Linked DNA regions of Mus musculus: region 1 is linked to region 2. A link is a contact called in public Micro-C data. All regions are on one chromosome and are shown on one strand. Each heading gives the region's core, a stretch centred on a gene start, on an enhancer-like site or on the middle of the called end of the contact. The rest is flanking DNA. Distances are from core to core; before and after follow the strand shown.

The links. Hi-C and Micro-C count contacts between places; a contact is called where the count stands out from the background.
Region 1: a Micro-C map of the G1E-ER4 cell line shows a contact between it and region 2, with 3 times the contacts expected there. The contact joins two enhancer-like sites. A contact is called at or near these places in 1 of 484 Hi-C or Micro-C datasets (the G1E-ER4 cell line) and 3 of 9 other capture datasets (adipose tissue, liver and pancreatic islet).

What each region holds. Positions count from the first base shown.
Region 1 is chr16:93,972,949-93,976,757 of GRCm38.p6, reverse strand. It overlaps a transcript of Cldn14 not described here. Among named protein-coding and RNA genes, the nearest start is that of 2410003I16Rik, 36 kb to the left of the region's middle. Within about 2 kb of position 2,322, at least 68 of the 459 cell types and tissues checked have an H3K27ac peak or open chromatin away from gene starts, as enhancers often do. A contact at or near this core is called in the G1E-ER4 cell line, where this site is marked.
Region 2 is chr16:93,776,027-93,780,085 of GRCm38.p6, reverse strand. It overlaps Dop1b (DOP1 leucine zipper like protein B), which reads right to left. Exons shown (of 37, transcript NM_027293.1): 22 at 3,077-3,199; 23 at 2,593-2,727. Among named protein-coding and RNA genes, the nearest start is that of 2310043M15Rik, 17 kb to the left of the region's middle. Within about 2 kb of position 1,500, at least 82 of the 459 cell types and tissues checked have an H3K27ac peak or open chromatin away from gene starts, as enhancers often do. A contact at or near this core is called in the G1E-ER4 cell line, where this site is marked.

The sequences.
Region 1 (3,809 bases), core at 1,073-3,572, 200 kb before region 2:
GAATTGTCGTCTCTGAGGCTTACTGCCTCCCTCTGCTAACCTAGGCCTAGTTCTGGAAGCTTCTTGCCTACAGACAATCTAATCTAGGATTAAAATGTTCTCAGCTTCTGAGACTTACTGCAGAATAAGCTCACCCTTTCTAGTTCTTTCTGAACTCTAGTTAGCTGGTTCAAATCAGCTGTCTGGCAAAAAACTCCTCTTCAGGATAACTGACTCAATCCAGCTTCTCTCTCAGCCTCTGAGTTTTTGCTCTGCCTGGCCTCAAACTAACTGTCAATCTGTTCTAATCTTCCCGCTCCTTCTCATTCTCTGGCTCATTCTTTCTTTACCTTTGTCTACCTTGTTCTCTCCTCAACCTATCTCTGTAAAACCGTCCTGGTAAAACCACCTCCTTCCTCTGCACTGATCTCTTAAGTAGCTTCCCTTTCCTCTCTGAGAGTTGTGCAGATTCTATTCTGTCAAATCTTTCTCTGATTCGTCACTTTGTCTGCCACTCAATTAGACATCACTTTCAAACACAGGTGCTTCCTTCTACAAACTAACTTTACCTTCATTGTTTGGGATTAAAGATGTGTATTAAGTGTGTGCCTGTTTTCCAGCCAGATGGATTAAAGGTGTGTGCTAAGGGCTGAGCCACACCACAACTAACAACAGATTTTTTTTCAGTAAACAGCTTTTTTCAGTCTCAGGGTTCATAGTATGATCAAATATCCTGCAACACGTATGGCGGTTCATTGCCCTCAATTGCTATTCTTGTGTGTCTGAATTTTGGATTAAAAGGTCCACGTTTGCACAATCTTTGGATTTTCACAGCAGAGATCATGCCTGTGCTGAGTGAGGCTCCAACAGAGGCAGAGGGCGGCAAAGCCAGTGACTGGAAGTGAACAGGATGTGCTGTGAACCTTTCTGCTCAGGATGGATTTGAACCGGAGATTCCTCCAGTCAGCCTCAAGACAGAATGTATTTACTTAGAAGCACCATGACTTATGACGATAAATAAACAAGGGGCCAGAGCAAAGACTCGCAGGTTAGGAGCATGCGCTGTATCTGCAAAGGACCAGAATTCAATCCTTGGCACCACGCGGCAGCGCACAACAGCCTGTAACTACTGTCCCAGGAAGATTCAACGCCCTCTTCTGGCTTCCGCAGGCACTGCATGCGCATGTACACAAACACATCTGCAGGCAAAAATACCCATATACACTAAATAATAAATAATTTAAGCCCACAGCTATAAGCCCTGGAGGAAATTATATGGGCAATTGCCCTGGTGCCTAGAATCTGCACTTGTTGAATCAGTCTCTGGAACGGGACCACGGAATCGATTTCCTTAAATGGCACTGAGTATTCGGCGCGCTGTTCAGGAAAAGTAGCTCAGCAGAGTGCAGAGGTGACGTCCTGCCTCATGCAGGCTCCCTAAGATCCGCTTCAATCCCAGAATGAACCAGAGTAGTCTGAGAGTCCACGACCTCGGAAGTGTTACAAAGTCCCAGGCTGCAATCTGTTTCCTGGACGAAGCTGTCCAGAGGACCCTGCGTGGGATCAGCCCACTGACTCGACTCATGCTTACGGAGGGTCTGAAGACCACGTGGGAAGACCATCCTTTCTTGATGAGGTCCATGTTCCAAAACAGGCATGCCCCTCACCCAGCCTCAGTGGGCCTCCGGGGCTGTTTCAGCACAAGCAATCCTAATCCTGGTTTTTAACACTACAGATTCCAGATCATGAGCATTTTAACTAGGTGGCTGTGTGTTAGCATTCTGTCTAAGCTCCACCCCACAGTTACTTGGCAACAGCCAGGTATGCTCCGCCCCACAGCAACAGCCAGGTAGGCCTGACCTACTATGAAAGGGGCTGCTTGCCCGCTCCTTGCTCTCTTGCCCTCTCTTGTTTCTCTCTTGCTCCCTTGCTTTTTCCCTTCCCTCCTCTCTCCCCATTCTCTTCCCGCTCTCTCTCCACGTGCTCATGGCCGGCCACCTCTCCTCTCTCCCCCTCCCCCTCCTCCTCCTCCTTCTTCTTCCTCTCTCTCTCTCTCTCTCTCTCTCTCTCTCTCTCTCTCTCTCTCTCTCTCTTTCTGCTTCTACTACCCTCTTAACTTCCTTCCCCATGCCCTGAATAAACTATTCTACACTATACAATCGTGTGGCTGGTCCCTCCGGGAGAAGGGATGCCTCAGCATGGGCCCACCGAGGCATCCCTTCTCCCATACCTCACCACACATCCTTCTCTCTTTATCTTTTTATAAACACATCAGAGTGTGTGTATGGCGGTGGGGGGGGGGGTCGTTATCAGCTTATTTCAGTTAAAACGTACCACAGAGTCCTGGACTTTAATATGGAACTTCCTTTTGACATAGAAGTTATACTAGGGGCTGTGGAAAGGGACACCCTCCCCCCTGCCAAGTATTTCAATAAGGAAGAAATGAGTCTTCAACCGTTCAGATCCTCAGAGCTCAGGCACCTGAGGAAGTGGACGCACAAGATGCCGATCCAGAGAGAGCAAACTCCTTTTGCTGAGCACTGAGATACTGGGAGGTCCTTTGATGGTCGTCTGTGATCTTCTGCAGGGGCGAGGGGAGTCCTTGTCTTCAAAAAACGTTGCAAGGATGGACTCCAGTGTCTGGACACACGCCTGATGATGTATGTGAAGGATGGTCTTTAACTAGTAACCCCCCAAAAGACCAAACCAAACCCAACTCAGACCCTTACTGCGGCTCGCTCACACCTGAGATTCCAAAACTCTTTAAAAACACTCCTGCAGCCGGGCAGTGGTAACACACACCTTTAATCCCAGCACTTGTGAGGTGGAGGCAGGCAGATTTCTGAGTTCGAGGCCAGCCTGGTCTACAGAGGGAGTTCCAGGACAGCCAGGACTGCACAAAGAAACCCTGTTTCGAAAACAAACAAACAACAACAAAAAATCCACAAACAAAAGCACTCTTGCTAGAACTCATGAGGACACCACTGACTTAAGTGGAGGAACAAAGAAACTCCTCCCCTTCCTCTCTCCGCCCACAGCCCCTCCCCTTCCTCTACCCATACCCCCTTCTCTCCCTCCCCGGCCCCTTCCAGCCTCCCTCTTCTCCCCCTTCCTCTATCTCTCTCTGTGGGTTTCTGTCTGTAATGCCCCTATCCCAGCCCCCGCCCCCACCCCCACCAGAGTCCCCTGCTCTGGTCCAGAGCTGAAGACCCAATAGTTTTCAATTACCAAGAGCCCTGCAAGCCGTTCTGTGTCTACCCACAAACACCACGGCGCCGACCTGTATTTACAGTCCCTTTAGCAAGCAAAGGCAACTGGCACCCACCGAAGTGGCCAGGGCATTGTGGGTTTGTAACTGCGTTCCTTTCAGTGATTAGTAAACCTACTGGGCTAATCGCTGCTCTGGCTGGTCCTTACAGTTGGGCTCCTGTCACCGTTTATCAATCAGATCTCTGCCTATCTCTCCCAGCTGTCCCAGCCCATATAAAGTTGATTTGCAGTCCTGCCTCAAGGAAGGAGTAAGATTCATGCTGAAGTACACATAGAGTAAAACACGGAGACATCTCTTTTAGGCTCAGTGGGCTTGCGAGAGTGTGGTTTGCTTTAGGGAGGGACTGCCTGCCTGTGGCCGGAGCAGGAAAGTTTGAATTCTCCTTAGCCTCAAATTCACTGTTTAGCCCAAGAGAGGTTTCCCTCTGGAGACCCTCGGGGGGGTGTGTGTAACAGGGGGATCGCAGAGGAAAAACGTCAAGGACACCCAGAATCCACGCTGTGGGAGAGTTGGAGACGTCCGAGAGGCTCCGTTCACAGGGTGGGGGTCCCTGTCAGCT
Region 2 (4,059 bases), core at 251-2,750:
GTTCCTTAAGTCCTGACCAGCTGGAGTTACAGGAGGAAAAAAAAAAAACAAAAAAACACCCAAATAAACTTTTCCTCTTAGGAAGCTATTTATAGAAGTTCAACTAAAATAACCAGAGAAATACCAATCTTCAATCAGATGGATAGAATCTGGTTCCCTTTTCACACCCTCTAAATAAGAAGTTACAGCTTTCTATGGACTTTCTAGTAACTTGAAAAACACAACCTAAAGAGGCCCACTGGTTGTACTGTGCATGTGCTGTCTCCAGGGCGCAGCCCTGGCATCTAAGGAAGTAGAGCTAGCCTGACAAGGGCCCCCAGGAAGGGCTATTTCCTAGTCCCACTTCCTGGCCCGCCTACTTTAAGGTCTAGGTACAGCGACAGGTGAAGGTTGACAATCAACCAACAGAGCTCCAACAAATGTGGAAGGGAGCTGTCTGTGTCCTTGGACCTTGTGCCTCAAGGCTGATTCTCTAATCGCCTCTCAAGTCTCTTTACTGTGACTCTGAGTTCATATATGTGTAGTCCATGTGTGTGCAGTCCATATGTGTACAGTTCGTGTGCATGACTAAAGGTGGTCTTGATAAGGACTCTTAGATGGTGAGGTGGAATCTTGCCAGACCTGTCATGAGTTCCCTAGTTCAATCCTGCCACTCCATGCTCCTGCCCCTGAGAACTAAAGACTCACCTCAGAGGGAGGGACAGAGGCTGAGAAGGAGGCCGTCACCTGGAGCTCGCTTTAGCTCCTATAACAGGCAGGTAAGTAAGTCAGCCGCTGGATCTGACCCACCAGCCTTGAACTCAAGTCTCCGGCCCCACAGCTGGCAATTCCATACAGATGACATCTGAACTGGAGCAGACAAGCCCTAGCTCCTTTGAATCTGTAAATACATGGCTTCATGACTTCCCTCTGTCCTGTAACTATACAACCATGGAACCTTTTCACAGTGGGACCTCAGGATAACTTCACTTTGTCTTCTCAGACCATGGTCACTCAAATTTGGCCCAGACAAACTACTTTGTTTCCTTCCAAGCAGAGCAGATTGACAGCTGTACTTTAAAGCTGTTGGCTTCAGTCCATGCAATCCATCTCTTCCTTCCCTGATGGTCTGGATAAGTTGTGTCTTCTGACTGTTTTTTTTTTTTTTTGTTGTTGTTTTTTGTTTGGTTTTTCCAGACAGGGTTTCTCTGTGCAGTCCTGGCTGTCCTGGAACTCACTTTGTAGACCAGGCTGGCCTCGAACTCAGAAATCCGCCTGCCTCTGCCTTCCGAGTGCTGGGATTAAAGGCGTGCGCCACTATGCCTGGCTTCTGACTGTTTTTAACACGCTGTGGCCAACTGCTGACTTCGTGCTGCAAGAGCTAGGCCGTCAGCACAGCAGTCTCTTGTAGCCCCTCTCTCTCACACACAGGAAACCTGAGTCACCAATGGTCAGGCTGTGTCACTAGGATAGTTTCTGAGTCACCCATGGTCAGGCTGTGTCACTAGAATGGTTTCTGAGTCACCCATGGGCAGGCTGTGTCACTAGAATGGTTTCTGAGTCACCAACAGTCACGCTGTGTCACTAGGATGGTTTCTGAGTCACCCATGGTCAGGCTGTGTCACTAGGATGGTTTCTGAGTCACCCATGGTCAGGCTGTGTCACTAGGATGGTTTCTGAGTCACCCATGGTCAGGCTGTGTCACTAGGATGGTTTCTGAGTCACCCATGGTCAGGCTGTGTCACTAGGATGGTTTCTGAGTCACCCATGGTCAGGCTGTGTCACTAGGATGGTTTCTGAGTCACCCATGGTCAGGCTGTGTCACTAGGATGGTTTCTGAGTCACCCATGGTCAGGCTGTGTCACTAGGACGGTTTCTGAAGCTCCAGCAAGCGCATGCAGAGAAAGCTCAGGTCGCCAACAGAATGGACACTCATTCCTGGTGGTCTCCAACCCAGCTCCGTCCCTGACTTTCTCACAAGGGCTGAGGACTGCTGGGCTCCCTAGTGTGTGCCTTGGGGACATATGGCCACCCCCTTTGAAGTCAGACCACAGGGAAGCTGATCTCTATTTCTTTGTGGGGAGGTCAGGCTAACTAACTTCCATTAACACAGAGAGCAAGCTCAGCTGGCCTGATCCCCTGAGCTGACCTCACAGCCCCCCTCCTCTGTGACCTCTCACTTTCCTCGCTGGTCATCAAAACCAAATCGGAACTGGACCCAGCACCTCCCCCTGCCCTGGAGCCTGCTAACTTCCACAGGTCTGCGCCCCTGCAAGAGCCTGGCTTTGTTTACTTTCTGCACCTCCACAGCTGTGGTGCTCCTGAAGGCAGGTGCCATTTCCTTTTTCTAGAAGGTGCTAAGAGTTGAGCATCAGGCAGGATGTGAGCCATCAGGGACAGGCAAGCTGACCTCAGGTAGCTCCCACTAAGAAACAGCAGTGCCCAAAGTCTGAACACACAGCGACAGGGCTTCCTTACAACCCAAAGAATTCTCTCTTTCCCACCAGGTCACTTCTTCCTGGAAGAAGCACCAGGAAGGAGGCCTGCCACGCACCTGCCACGCACCTGCCTGCGGATCCCCCAGGGTATATTTCCCTCCCCAGGGCGCCTTACCTCATCCCCTTTGATCTGCGCTGGCCTCTTCACCACCTCCTTCACCAGCTGCAGCACTGAGTCTGTCTGCAGGGTGCTGAGAGCACAGACCAGGTCGACAAGGGTGTGCTGGGACGTGTTTGCCACGGGGACCATCTGCCCAGAAGAAGAGAGTTCCTTGAAGGCTGACAGGAGAAGGTAAAAGCAAGACAGCACACACATAGCCTTCCACGGTGGCTGTCCCCCGAGAAGGAAGTCTGATGTGATCGTGGTGTGCATGGAGGTACTTCCATGTCTGTGTGAGTGTGTGCGTGGGTGTGAGTGTGTGCATGGGTGTGGAGGCCCAAGGTTGATGCTTCCTGTCCTCACATTTATCCTCTATCTTTCTTCTTCCATTTTTTTATCTTGTGAGTGTGGGTGCAGAGGTTAGAGGACAGTCTGTGGGGATCAGCAGGCACCGCATGCACTGAGCCCATGTAGCCAGCCCTCTCCGTCTTCATCCTACCTTGGTCTTGCTGTGGCGCCGTGCCTGCTTTCTGTTCCACACGGTGGCAACCGCAGCTATCAGCTGGACCCCAAGATGGCCTGTCAAGGGGTTCAGCAAGTCTAAAATTTTTTGTCTGATGGTCTGGTGAAAAGAAAAGCAAGAGTTAACAAAAACAAAAACAAAACAAAAACAAAAAAAACCCCAAAAAACAAAAACAAAAAAGTCTTCACAGAGTAGCATCAGGCCCGTACCTGAGGCACACTCAGCAACTCAGAATTATAGCAGTGTGCTTCACAGCACTACTGTGGGGACTGGGGCAGAGGAGGGGCTGAGTCTGCTCCCACGAGCTGGATGTGAGATGGCAGAGATAAGGCACGGTGAGCAGCCAGGATGGGGACACAGCTAGGTGAGTTGCCTGACAGAGTCTTGAGATGGTAAATATTACTGAGAGGTGATTAAACCTGACCACCGGTGTTTGTGTGTATACCTATGTGAGTGTACCTGTGTGTGTATATATAGCTCTGTGTATGCACTCGTGTGTATATCACTATGTGTGCCTGTCTGTGTATGCCTGTGTGTATAAATCTGTGTGTGCACCTGCACATGTATGTATACCTGTCTGTGTAACTGTGTGTGAGTATGTATACTTGTGTGTGCACCTGTGTGAGTGTGCATACTTGTATGTGTACCACTGTGTAACCCTGTCTGTGTACCTGTGTGTATGTGTGCACGCCTCTGTGTGTATGTGTACCGATGTATGCGCCTGGTTGTGTGCGTCCCTCTGCAGCACAGGAGCTGGGGTCCAGGGTCTGGAGCATGCTGGAGCATGCTTGGCCAGGGCTTTCCCACTGAACTTTACTACCTACACGTCAGTCCCACAGAAATCCCACAGCCTAGCTGTACCTACAGCAGCAGGGAGAGGGCTTAGAATCATTAGAAACGTTAATTTTCAAGTTCTAAAAGTATGCAGCACTTACCAAATTGTATTAGTTAAGCAATTC